Linked DNA regions of Sus scrofa: region 2 is linked to region 1. The links are chromatin contacts, called in public targeted proximity ligation maps. All regions are on one chromosome and are shown on one strand. The core of a region is the stretch at or near the end of the contact, and the rest is flanking DNA. Distances in the headings are between cores, read along the strand shown.

What was found.
Region 2: a contact with region 1 is called in a targeted proximity ligation map of alveolar macrophages. A contact is called at or near these places in 2 of 2 datasets of targeted methods (alveolar macrophages and skeletal muscle).

What each region holds. Positions count from the first base shown.
Region 1 is chr4:80,127,996-80,135,191 of Sscrofa11.1, reverse strand. All of the region lies in intron 5 of SPIDR (DNA repair-scaffolding protein), which reads left to right. Among named protein-coding and RNA genes, the nearest start is that of SPIDR, 59 kb to the left of the region's middle.
Region 2 is chr4:79,934,976-79,942,171 of Sscrofa11.1, reverse strand. The region is part of intron 10 of SPIDR (DNA repair-scaffolding protein); the gene reads left to right. Among named protein-coding and RNA genes, the nearest start is that of CEBPD, 66 kb to the right of the region's middle.

The sequences.
Region 1 (7,196 bases), core at 3,147-5,646:
GCTCAGTCATTTAATTACCAGTTGGCAAGCCCTAGTTTCTCTTTAGTTCAAATAGAGAATTCTCATTTGGGAAACATCCAGTGTCCATTTGCTTTCTTTCGGTTGTAACGGATCTTAGAGACTATGATTTGGATTTTTAAAATACCTTTGTTTCTCACAGTCTTTTCAGTGGCCTTTATGGTAAAGCAGGAATCATAATCCAACAATGTTTATTAAAATGTAGCTCCGTCTTTAATAATTTGGCTTTTTTCTTTGAATTTATGGTCAGAGCTTGTCTTGGATCCATAACTACTCAGGTCTCAGGTAAGTTTCCAGGCTTTCTCTGCATACACTTAGGCAGGTAGCAGATTAATTTTTTAATTGATAAAGTTTTTAATTGAAAAATAGTGAACACATAACACTGTAAATTTAAGGTGTACAACATGTTAATTTGATACCTTTATGCATTGCAATATGATTGCCATTGTGGCGATAATTAGTATCTCTGTCTTGTTAAATATAAATCATTTCTTCTTAGTGGTTGGAATTGTTAACTTTTAGTCTCTAAGCAGGCTTGATGATGAAAATGCAGTATTGTTGCCTGTATGCACTATGCTGTGCATTAGATCTTGAGGGCTTATTTACTACATACTGTAGTTTGTACCCTTCCACAATATCTGCTCTGTCCCCCTACTCCCCAGCCCCTGGTAACTCCCACTTTACTCTGCCTTTATAAGTTTGGCTTGTTTAGATTCTGCATGTAAGTGATACCATGTAATACTTGTCTTTCTCTGTAGCATTAATAATGGCCTCAAGCTCCAATCCATGTTGTCTCAAATGGCAGAATTAAGGGGTGGGCAGCCTCTTGTATGCAGGTTCCACCTGCTTGCCCTTACAGACAGTCTGTGACTGTTCCTGTATGTGTCTGTGCTATGTACAGCGCAGCACCTATAGCAGAAGAAGAAGTCCATGAATGTTACCTCTGTAACTTTTCTTCTTCCAGAGAAGAAAGACATAAATGTAATGGTAAAGATGTATATGCATTATTTCTCGAGGCATCAAGCTTCTTCTGGGGCACTGAGCTTTATAACAAGCCATGGATGAGTCTGCTCCATATCCACACTTGCAGAAGTAGCTCTGCCTGGCCTCTTTAAGTACCAGGCTCACACATTCCACACACAATAAGCAAGGATGGAAGCTGCCTCATTCCCAAAGACTCCTTCCCCCACGGGCAAACATTGTTATTAAATTCTTCCAGAGCTATAAATGTATATGAAGATCTATCCTCTAACCCTTTTCTGTCTTTTTCTAGGGCCACATCCACAGCATATGGAGGTTCCCAGGCTAGGGGTCTAATCGGAGCTGTAGCCTCCAGCCTACACCAGAGCCACAGCAACACCAGATCGGAGCCTCTTCTATGACCACCACAGCTGACAGCAACGCCAGATCCTTAACCCACTGAGCAAGGCCAGGGATGGAACCTGCAACCTCATGGTTCCTAGTCAGATTCTTTAACCATTGAGCCACAACTGGAACTCCTATCCTCTGGCCCTTTTAGACAAATGACAGCATACTTGACACACAGCTGTGTGCTCAAAGTGCACATTTAATGTTCCCAGATCTTTTTGTGGTGACTTGGAAGTCTCCTTTTTACCACTGAGGTGCAGTGGCCCAGCACATGGTGATACCCTCACCCATTTAGCTGTCCCCTGTGGGTGAACTTTCAAATTGTTTCATATCTTTTACTTATGAAATAAAACAGCCCTTATGTATGTGCAGTTTTGCACATTCATGCACATTTTCCAAGTTCTATTACTCTCTCTAACACTTCTTTTGCTATGTGTCCTTAGTATCTAAAAGAAGTAGTTTATTTTCCTAGAATCTGTTTTCCTGTTACTCCTATTTGAAGAGTCTTAAATATTATTTAATTTAAACATTAAATAAATTGACTTGGAGTTCCCGTGGTGGTGCAGTGATTAACGAATCCGACTAGGAACCATGAGGTTGCGGGTTCGGTCCCTTCCCTTGCTCAGTGGGTTAATGATCCGGCGTTGCTGTGAGCTGGGGTGTAGGCTGCAGATGTGGCTCAGATCCCATGTTGCTGTGGCTCTGGCATAGGCCGGTGGCTACAGCTCTGATTTGACCCCTAGCCTGGGAACCTCCATATACCGCAGGAGCGGCCCGAGAAATAGCAAAAAGACAAAAAATATAAATAAATTGACTTGTATGCAACTCCAGACTGTTAATTATGCTGTTATTTCAGTCCTGTAGAGACCAGAGTCGATGGCCTACTGTATTAACCTCTATTCTAAAGACGCTGTACTTCCAGGCAAGGAGAAATAGAGATTATGAAAACAGCTGAAAAGTTAGGACTGGAAATGTAGATTGGATTGTGGAGGGGAGGGAGTAATTCTTTTATTTCTTGTGTATGCTGCATAAGATGCTGAGGGATATAGAAGAGTAAATACACACACAGACAACCATCTTGATAGGGGGGAGAGGTATGCTTTGTAGAGTGCACCTGTTAAACAGTGATAGGAGCCAGAGCAAGATAAGGCTAATACCAGGCAGTATAGGTGCAGAGGACCTTGAGGCGGATGGTGGTGAGAGTAATCAGAAAAACCTTTTTGGATCTGACCCCTCAAAGCCAAGGTATGTCTGCCTGAGAGGAGTGTGCAGAGCCAGAGGTGGGACTAGAAGGTGAGGTGTCCAGGAAACTGACTCTGTGGTGTAGAGGTGATTATGGGGCTCAAAGTATGAGTTTGGGGTCCAGAGAATGCTGAGTGTTGGCCTTGGGTGCTGGGATGAGGTGCTCTGATAGCTGTGATTGGGACAAGAGCTGCTCTTGTTCCCCCGTGGGGTTGCTGAGTGAGCTGAGAGGGGGGGTGGGGACTTTACTGAGATGTGTGGGGTGGGGCCAGTTTGTTCATGGACAGAGGAGAAGAAAAAATTACAGGGAGGGGACATCAGGTTTGGAGACCTTGTTTCTCATGACCCTATTCTAGATACAAAGTTGCTTAAAAATGGAGAGAGGGGAAAGTATTAAGATTTATGATGAATTAGTTTCAGTTTGGCTTGATGTCAAAGAGAACATAGAGTAAAAGATAAAATAACCATGCTGAGGCTGATACTCTCGAGTCCTGGCTGCCTATGGGTGTAATGGAAATCTCAGAAAGGAGTAACTCTAAAGGAAAAGGTTATTTATTAGTTCAGTTTTATTATGTGAAGTTGATATTTCAAATATAAATATCTCAGGCATTTGTAAAGAGTAAATTAAGGATAAAAAAGCAGGAGACATAGATTTGATAGTTGTCTGTAATTTTTTTGGTTTTTGCAATCTTAGAATTGAAAAATAAAATCCGTATCTAGAGCAAACCCAAATATCCTATTTCTTTCTTTCCTTTCCTTTCCTTTTCTTTTCTTTCCTTTTCTCCTTCCTTCCTTCCTTCCTTCCCAGGCCACAGAGTGAACCTGTGCCACAGCAGCGACAAGGCCAGATCCCTAACCCTCTGAGCTGCCAGGGAACTTCCCAAGTACCCTGTTTCTAATCAGTGCCATAAAATTCTTCCTTGATGACAAGTATTTTGATACCTAGTTTTTGTGTTTACTTTGTAAATTTTGGTAGGTAGACTTCTAGAATGACCAACATCCCCACTCCCTGCTATACCTTGTATAGTCCCTGAGGCTGTGACTAGGATGGCACCTGATTGCTCCCATGATTAGTTTCTGTTATATAGCATAATGGGCTTGAAGATAAGAGTTGCTTCTCAGTGAGCCTGATGTGATCCCATGAGCCTTTTAAATCTGGCTCTAGAGGTCAGAGACCGAGGAAGTCAGAATTGGAAACAGGAGAGGGATTTATGTAATATTGCTGGCTCACAGTTGGCAGAGGCCACAGGGCAAGAAATGTGGCAGCATCTAGGGGAGCTCAGAGTAGACCCTGGCTGACAGCCAGCAAGGAAATGGAGACTTCAGTCATAAAGCAAAAAGGAGCGGAATTCTAGCAACAAGAATGACCTTAGAATCAGATTTTTCTCCATAGCCTCCAGAACTGGGAGGACTAAACCCAACCAGTACTTCGATTTCAGCTTTGTGATACCCTGAGCAGAGGACTCAGTTGAAATGTACAAGACTTTTGGCCTACAGAACTACTTAATAAGCCAGCGCAGCTATAGTCCCCTGAGTTTTTAGGCACTTGTTACACATAATAGAAAACTAACATAAAGCTCATGGACAGCATTCGAAGGGTATAGGTAATGTATTATGTATACTCACATGTTTAAGACAGTGGGAATATGTTTTAAAAATGGCAAGAAGTTCTGCTGCTGGTGTTCTAACATATTCACAGGGCCATCTTCACTGTCCCTCCCTCTGGGGACACACCCCTGGGTCTGGCTTCCTGCCCTTACACTCCCTGTAGCACTTAGCCCTTCCTCTTTCCATTAGCATGTAATGCACTCTGTTGTAACACGTAATTCCCTGTCTACAGCTAGCCTGCATCGTCTCAGTGTTTGTGCAACAGCATTGAACAGAGTGCTTGGTATTCAGCAGTGTTTGTTAAGTGAATGAAGGTGAGAAAGGAAGCCAGCGGTCATGAAAACACAGTGATTCAAAAGCCAAATTAGAAATGGTAGGAGGATGATCTCAGTGGTTGTTAACAGAGTCAGAAGCAGTTGAGACATCAAAAAGGTGTCTAGAGATTGTTTAGAGTAAAATAGTACCAAAACAAGATTTCAGAAAATAGAATAAAAAGCACATCCTTGGTGCCTCACATAATCTTGCATAGGTGCATGTGCTACTACTCTTAATAGCAAGGAAATTGACATGGTCACACCCACTTTGCAGACACAGGAAAGAAAGTCCATGTGGTCTTTTATGAAAAGCTGTTAATAGTCCCCTTCTTGTTAATTCCACTCTTAAATGTTTATAAAGCCTATTGTTGACTAAAATCATATATGCAATGCTGTTTCTTGCTTAATAGTGGAATAAGTCTGCTCTGTGAATATTTATAAGCATCAGGAAAAAATTCCGGGCATAATAAAAAATAAAAAAGAGAGATAAGTGGGTGGGATATGAAGTTTCTCTTGAGTTTCTATTATCTATAGATGAGGGAGATAGAAACAACTTATGCCAGAGGTTCCTTAGACCTTATTACGAAAGTTGTGTTGAACTAAAAATGATAGTTTGGGTTAATTCATTTAATGCTAAGGAACCGACTAGTAATGTATTCGTTGTGACTAGGATACATATTATGGGCAAATGGAAATATGCAAACCCTAGAATTTACCATTTATTACAGAAACTAAAAGCTCATTGTGGAAGGGTTTGTATATGAAGAGGGCAGTACAGGGCCTCATAAAATGAAGAGGAATGTAACTAAGATTTTTACTGTGTAGGAGCAGATGAGTGAGAATGGTCTTCCTATGTCCCTTTTACTCAATATTATCATCAGACATTTTTCTAGAAAAGCTTTCTGCAAAGAATAGAGAAGGAGAACAGCAGCTGCTAACAGACACTTAATGAAGACATGATTTGACTTCTGTGGGCAAGCTGTACCCTAAGCTGCATTCACAGTTTCAAATGATAACCTGAATACACTACATAAGGTTTTAACTATATTTGAGACCACAAATAGTTTCTTCAGTATTATCTCAAGTTCTTAAGACACTTAATTCTCCCTCTTGACTTCCTCTTCATCTTAGAAACTGCAATTTCCTTTGTAGGAACAACTTCCTACTGGGCACCATTGTCTTTGGCCACTTCTGTCTTGAATGCCCTGTGTTTTCACCCAAAGCCATAACTGCATTGCAACACCAAGCAATTTCATCATCTTATGAGTTGAGAAAGTCTAGCAGGAAGTCACCAGTTGACTATCCCCAGTGCAAGCTCTGTGTTTCTTGGTTGCTGTGTCATGATAGGCAGTTATGAAGGGGATGCTTTGTAGAAAGAACTTCTTTTCTAGGGTATATTTAAGAGTCTAATCATCTGGGGAACAAAATACATGTGGAAAGAAAATACTTTCACCATAGTCTGAAAAGGATTCTGTTGTTCAAGGCTTTTTTCCTATAGTCATATTAAATTCACTCATTTTTAACAGTGACTCTTCTGGTTTGTCTGTTTTTATTTTTTAAGATATGTTATGTACACCACCTCTACCCCCCCACCATTATATGAAAATCGTTTCTTTTAATAGAATAGAAAGTAATCTCCATTCATTTATCTTCCATTCTCTCCTGTTCTCTACACTTAAGGTCTGTTGTATTCTGTTAATCTCATCTCTGCATAGGAACTGATTTCATGATTATCTCCTGAAGAGGTGGTTTCCTAGCTGCAACAATGGGGTCGAACAGAAGTGGTTAACCTATCACATGAGTAGTATCTATAAATTTTGTTGTGGTCACCTGGAGGGTGTGTGTGTGTGTGTGTGTGTGATCTAATACAGAAAGAAATGTTTGCTCTCCTCCCAAAGCATAAGGAATCTCTTTAGTTTCCTTCTCTGTCAACTGCAGAAGTGATACAAAGTTTATGTCCCCTTTGTTGCTCTTTAGATGGAACAATTGCACCTAGGGCTCCCAACATATATGGGAAAGGTATATTGTGGAAAAAAATTTTTTTCTGTTACTGTAATTTAGAGATCAGATAAAGAGAAGTTTTCACTGAGTTATGTGATTAGAATTTATTTATTTCATATTCTGTCTTACGGGGAATTTTTCTATGTCATCTATACTCTTGGAGCCATGTATACAAAAACCAGATTAGGCTTTCAAGTTGATAGTCTCAAGTACAGACAGACATGTATACAAATAGTGCATAGAAATTCAGGAATAGGAATGGGTACACTAAGTAGTGGAGGCAAACAGCAAACTACTATACAGTTCTTTCTTTGTGCGTTCGGAAGAACTGTATAGTAGACATACGTAAGGCAAACATGGGAAATACTAATGGTAGACTCTAGAAGGTGAATATGTGGGTGCTTACTATGAAATTCACTCATAGAAGGTTGGGAGTAGGGAGAAGGGCTTCACAGATGATTGATGCTTTAAACAAAGTCTTTAGCATTGAAGGAGTTTGCCAGGTAGAAAAGAAGGAGGAAGGGCATTCTAGGTAAGATAGTTATTTAAAAAAGAAAGAAAAAAAAGAAAAACAGCATTCTGGGGAAAATTCAGAAATTTTGGTGTAGCTGAGTTAGGCTTTTTTACAGAAGAGCAATAAAAGGG
Region 2 (7,196 bases), core at 1,817-4,316, 190 kb after region 1:
CACAGTTAGCCCCCATTCCCACCGCTAGCTCCAGGGAACCACTAATCTACTTTCTGTAATATTTTGTAATAATTTAGCTAATTGTTTTCTGATTAAAGAAGTAATAGTTTCTTATTTCAGATCATTTGAATAACCCCAGAAAGAGGAGTTCCTGTCATGGTGCAGTGGAAACGAATCAGACTAGGAACCATGAGGTGGCGGGTTCGATCCCTGGCTTTGCTCAGTTGATTAAGGATCCAGCGTTGCCATGAGCTGTGGTATAGGCCGGTGGCTACAGTTCTGATTAAACCCCTAGCCTGGGAACCTCCATATGTTGTGGGTGCGGCCATGAAAAGACCAAAAGCCAAAAAAAAAAAAAAGATAAATAGATGATATGATGGCCAGAATCCCATTGGCAGGATTCTCCTTTAGCTGCTCTTTTTAGCTTTTACCTTCTGCTGCCCCCACTGCTCACTGGCTGACGTTGTCCCACCTCTCCACCATTCCTATGCCTATATTCCCTCTTCTTACAAGACGACATGCTCCCTCCCTCTAAAGGTCTGTCTCATATAACCCCAGTCAGCAGAAATTTCCCTGGGGTCCAGACTGAAGGTAATGTTCTCTTCTCAGAAATTCCATGGTATTTTATTTATGACTCGTAGAATTTCTGTGTGGTACTTTGCTTATTTAAATATGTGCTTTATCTCCTCTATTAAATGGTGAGTTCGTGAGGACACACACAAAAAAAGACCTATCCTCATAAAATTCATATTTTTTAAAATATCACTGGGATGATGTATATGTTCTTTTAAAATGTATAATGCCTTACATGTATGGTCAACTGATTTTTGACAAGGGAGACAGAGAGTTCAACTGGGAAAGAATAGTAATTCCAACAAATAACACTGAGATAACTGGATATCCATATTGCAAAAGAATTATGTTGGCCCCTGCCTCACAATGAATGCACAAGAATTAATTCAAGATGGATCATAGACCTAAATGAAGAACTAAAACTATGCGACTATCAGAAGTAAACATAGGAATATATTAGGCAGTGATTTCTTACATATGACACCAAAAGCATACATGACAAAAGAAAAATACAGGAGTTGCTGTTGTTGCTCAGCATGTTACAAACTCAACTGTTATCCATGAGGATGCAGATTTGATCCCTGGCCTCACTCAGTGGGTTAAGGATCTGGCTTTGCCATGAGCTGTGGCATAGGTTGCAGATGAGGCTTGGATCTGGCATTGCGTGGCTGTGGTGTAGGCTGGCAGCTGTGGCTCTGATTCGACCCCTAGTCTGGGAGCTTCCATATGCCACAGGTATGGTCCTGAAAAAGCAAAAATCAAAAACAAAACACCATAAATAGGGTCTCATCAAAATAAAAACTTCTGTGCTTCAAAGGACATCATAAGGAAAGTAAAGACAGCCCAGAGATTGGGAGAAACTTTTTGCAAACCCCATTATCTGATAGGGGACTTTTATCTAGAATATGTAAAAACGAATACAACTCAATATAAAAAGATAACCCAAATAAAAAATGGTCAGAGGATTTGAATAGACACTTCTCCAAAGATATATAGGTGGCCAAGAAGTGCATGATAATCGATGTCAGTAGCCACCAGAGAAATGCAGATCAAAACTACAAAGAGATATCACTTCTCACTCACCAGGATGACTGTAATAAAAAAGACTGACATTAATAAGTGTTGACAAAGGTGTGGAGAAATCGGAACCCTCAGACTGGCTTGTAAAATAGTGCAGCCACTTTGGAAAAATAATCTGGCAGTTTCTCAAAAAGCTAAATATAGTGTTACCACATGATCCAGCAATTCTACTCCCAAGTATAAACCCAAGAGAATTGAAAACATATCTACATAACTGCTATACTAACGTTCATAGCAGTATCATTCATAATACTATTATAGTTATTATATGTAGTAATATAATAATAATATCACTTCAAAAAAGTAGGAACATCCCAAATGTTCATCAGCTGATGGATGCAGAAACAGGGTGTGGTATATCTATACAATAGAATATTCTTCAGCCAACTACAGAAAGTCAGGACTGGCACCTGCCTTAACATGGGCGCACCTTGAAAATGTTATGCTTAGTGAAAGGAGCCAGTCACAAAAGGCCATATTTTGCATGATTCCACTTATGTGACATATTTAGAACAGGCAAATCCATAGAGCCAGATCAGTATGTTGCCAAGTATTTGGGAGAGGAGACAAAAGGAAGGCTGCTTAACAGGTTGGGATTTCCTTTTGGGGAAATATTCTGGGACTAGGACTAGTTAGTGCTGCTGGTTGCAGAACATGTGCATGTACTTGATGCCACTGAATTGTACACATGAAGATGGTGAAATTATAAATTTTATGTTATGGTTATTTTGCCACAATAAAAGGGATGAATTTCTATAGTATGTAAATTAGGCCTCAACAAAGCTGTTATAAAAATAAAAGGCATAATAACTTGGATTATCACCAGGGAACTATGCTAAGGGAAAAAAATTAATCCCAGAGATCATATACTACTTGATTCCATTTTTATAACATTTTGAAGTGGCCGTATTTCAGAAATGGAGGACAAATTAGATGTTATGGGTGGATGGTAGGGAGGTAGGTGGTAAAAGGTGTCACAAGGGTCCTTGTGCTGGTGGGCACAGGGTCCTCCACAAGTGATGAAACTTCACAGCTCCAAACACACACAGGTGAGAGACCAGTCAAGTGAGTGAGCCCTGGCCTGGGTGGGTGGATCATAGCCATGAGGGGTCTGGCGCGAAGTCTTACTGATGCCCAGGATACTGGGAGAAGGGGCCAAGTACTTATATAAGGGTCTCTGGTGACTCTCACAGCTGCTTCCTTCAGTAGAAATTTCAACTAACAAAAATATGTGAGAGTAACTGTACCTTTGAAAATTCGTTCTGGAGGCAAACTTGTATGAATGTGTAAAATGTCCTCTTCTGACTTGTCTTGGTCCGGTCACAGTCTTATCTCTAGGAACTGAGACCACAGTCCAAGCCCAGGACACCACAATTATGTCAGCATTATTCGTGTCCTCCTTAAAGACCAAGCTGGCAGCAGTGTTTTTTGTTTGGTTGATTTCAGCAATACAGTATTTTCCAATAATGAAGAGGAAGTATGAGTGTGGAAAAGGCCTTTCTCAGGCTTTTTGCCATCCTTTAGTTAAGTCACTTTCAGCAAAGAAAGATTATTATTCCTTCCTGTTCACTGATACTAGAAAGTTTTCATGTCACACTTTTATTTTAGCAAAGAGAAATAGGATTTTTAAATGAGTAGAGACCACATTTCTGTGCAGTAGGGATCATCCTGCTAACATCTCATGTTAAGAAGATAAACAGCGGGATTAACTGTTTACTTTAGGAGTGCAGTCTGGTTGTTTTTCAGGAGGACACAGTGTCCTGCTGTATCTGGTTTCCCGTCTGCGTGCGGGCTGGAGCTGGGAAGGCCCTGCCCCCTCGGCTCTCTTCCTCTGCACTCCCCCCAACTCCCCCGCCCCGGGTCTGGTCCAAACTCCCCTCTCAGCTTCCTTCCCCTTTCTCTCTCTCTCTTGCTTTTTTTCTCACTTCATCCTCTAATTTCTTCTGTTTCTCGTCCTTAAATTGAGGCTTAGTAGGGATTATAATGTGAAGAGAAAGATCCTTGTTGATTTTCAGAGGCTGTTTCAGTTGACACTGACCTAGAATAAAACAGCGGAGCCTGATTCTGATTCCGGGAATTCTTGGTGGACTGCTCAGAACTACTTCCCTGACTCGTGTAAACATCCCACATGTCACTTCATCTGCTTCTCTCTCGGAACACAAGCATAGACACACACACACACACACACACACACACACACAGATACACACACACACATACACTGCTTCTATGTTCTTATGTATCTATCTTACTGAGTCACAGAATGAAAGGAGGGAAAAATAAATACTTTTGAAAAGTTGGGGAGGGGCATTTAAAACTTCAAAGGGGAATTAAATTATAGTCTTACTAAAACCCCATCTATGAATCAACATTTGTTTTCCTTATTCCTTGTACTTTGTTCCATTGCTTTCACAGATTAACAATGCACGCATTTCTAGAATTTTTAAAGTGATCTTTAATGATGGGACATTTGGCTGTTACGAGAAGGAAAGAAACATTCTTAAAGACAAATATTAACTCCATGATGGACTTTATCCTTCTATCATGATATGCCTGGGATTGAACTGGGAACCTCTTATCTCTCTTATTTTATGTTGCTGGCATGTGCTGTGTAGTTTCATTTGGCACCAGTTTCAGTCAGTTCTCCCAGCCTCACCCTCATGTCTCAGAAATTCATGGAGTCCAAGTGCCGTAGTCAGGCTCTGGTGGCCAGGATGGGGTGCCCTGTGGCTGGGCAGGTAGAGGACACTGGGTTTGCTAATAAGCCTTGATTGCTTTACATAGAGAGGAGCTTCACTTACAACAGAACTTCAGGAGCTGGATATTGGGGACAGCACCACCAGGCTGACCATAGGCTGGTTTCACTGAGCCCCTTCCTGCAGATCAACCCTTTTACTGAGGAGCACACTCATGATATAAGGGGTGGGCTGAAGCGTGATAGGAGAAAACCACCTTCTTGTTGATAAACTGCATTGGTAACAATGTGAATTTGCCTGGTGGGTGCAGGAAACCAGGGTTCTGAGCACATATGGGTGTGGGCACTTAGCTGGGTGTGAAGCAAAGTGAAGTTATCTGGATTGTACAGGTTGGAAAGCTGAAGCTCCCAGCAGCCAGGCCCATGTCCACCAGCAGCAGAATTCAAGCAGCCCCTCCCTGGCCAGTGCCAGCAGGCACCACTTGCTAAAAATCATGAAGGTAGGGGAAGGGATTTTATTTAGGTGAAAGTCAGTGTTTTAGGCATGAATGGAACATTGCTTTTAAATAAGTAGCATTCACTTGCCAGACTATTATTCCAAGAGATCTGAATGGCAGACTGTCTTATGTAGCGAATGCACTACTGAGGCTCTCATTCTAACCACTAGTATCCCCTCCTCCTTGGAAGACCTTTTCCTTGTGCTGTCTTAGCATTTATCTAAGTTGACTACTTCTGAAAACACAGTGACCTGCTCACGTGCGCCAGTGCTCAGTGTGTGTGGAACATCAGAGCCCGAGCCTCCCGGTCGCAGGTAGTGGAGGGTGGGTGTTACTGAGCATCTTTGGTGTCCTGCAGCCAGAGAGTGAACAGATGTGCCCAACCTGCTTCCCAGCAAGGAAGCTCAATTTCACGTGTGCTGACCCCTCACACCACTTGAAATGTCAGTTCTAATCTCCATGTGGCTTGGCTGCAGCTAAATTCTGTTTTTCAGAGCTTATTGAGGACAGTGCCAGTTGTCCTGCTGTGCTTGTCCACATGCTGCTGCCCAGTTGCCAGGGCCAGAGCACCTTCCATGTAGAAATAGAGTCATCTCACCTGACTTAGACCAAGATAACTGGCAAGGCCTCCAGAGAGTGACCCCCAGTCTGGAGAGAGACGGTCAGTGCAGAGTTTGGTGTTGGCAGAGCAGGGCAGGACCCCAGCCCTCCTCACCTGTGCTCTGTGTGACCCACAGTGAGCCCGAGCCCCACGAGTCCTGTGTGGGTCAGTTCTATCCTTACCTTTGGATTCCCCAGCTTCTCTGTTCTCTGAAATGAGACCCACAGCTGGGCTGCCCATTCCTGAGGCTGCCCTTTATTCTCCACTCCGCTCACCTCTTTAGAAATCTCAGGCCAGTAGGGACACTCCCTGTCCCACATCCATCCCCCAAGACCATGTGCTCTGTCTCTGCCCTAAAATGTGGCCCTAATGCAGGCTGGCATGCTGAATGAGGCCAGGGGGACAGCACTTGTGTGAGGGCTGGGGGGCGGGCAGGGGCCACTGGAGGGCCTGACAAGCTGGTGCCTCGCCACAGGTGTTGGCCCAGTGACTCCACAGCTTCAGGCTTCTCAAGACAATGGGAAATTTGAATCATATAAAATCTCGCAAATTTTAATATTTGGAGCTCATATTTTTTAAAATTTAACATGAAGTAAACAAACAAAACATAGCCAGCAGAATTCGGCCTGTGAACAGCACCTGGCAGCTCCCCTGTTGGCCATTGATTCGGGCGGGGAGTTCACCCCAGGTCCAAGGAGACTGAATTCTCTGTTCAAGCCAACCTCCTCCCTGTCCCAGCAGTTACATTTCTGAAACAGCATTCGATCTAACAACTCTTTTAGTGTCCCCACTGCTTGCTGGTGGCAGGAGGTGGGTGTGCTGGCTGCGCAGTGCCAGTGATTCACCACCTAGTCCCATCAGGCCTGTCCCTTATGCCCCCACACAGGCCCCTGGCCACGTGCCCCATACCCACCACCAGATGCACACCACCAGGGAGATACCTCTGCTTCCTCCCCAACCCTGTTCCTGCCCCTTCACAACTGCTTCCCATAATTTAAGTTTTTCCTAAATATAACTGATTTTAAATTAAGGGTAATGCATTGAAACCCCAAATATTAGTCTTTCCCCTTATTGCCACTTTCCCCCACCTTCTTATTCTGATTATTTTCCAGCCTTCTTTCAATTTTTCAATCATGGACAAGATCATTGCTATCCCAGGGCTGTGTGCGCTGTGCTTTCAATGCCTCTGAATGCCTCTCTCTACCCTGTGCACAGTGAGCTTCTCTTTCTTTAGGACTCAGCTTTAAGATCACGTCTTTAAGGAGCTTTTCCTGACCACCTGGCCAAGCCAGTCCACCCCAGTGCTTACTGCATGCTCTCTGCTATTTCCTTCCTACACTCCCCAGCCTGTGATTGTGTTACCTGTGCCGGGCCTTTCCCTGGGGAGATGCAGAAGGCACCTGCACAGGGCCTAGGCCCCCAGCAGTCCTGCCTGCTTAGCACATAAATAGGCACACCCAAGGTCAGGGCACTGTTTGGAGCACATTAACAACCTTGTGTGTTCCATTGTTATTAAGAATCTTATGACTTTGATTTCACAGCTCTGCAGGCCTCTGGACCTCACTGCATCAGGCATTTCTGTGTCTGACGCAATGATTTTGTACTTGGCTCATTTCTTGTGTTGAAGCAAGTCAAGATGTTTTTTAGTAAAAAAGAACAGCTCACACTTAGGTCTGCAAAGTTTCCAGATACTCTCAAAATGTAATACAAATAATAGCTAAAGAGCTATCACATTTTCTTACACAGCATG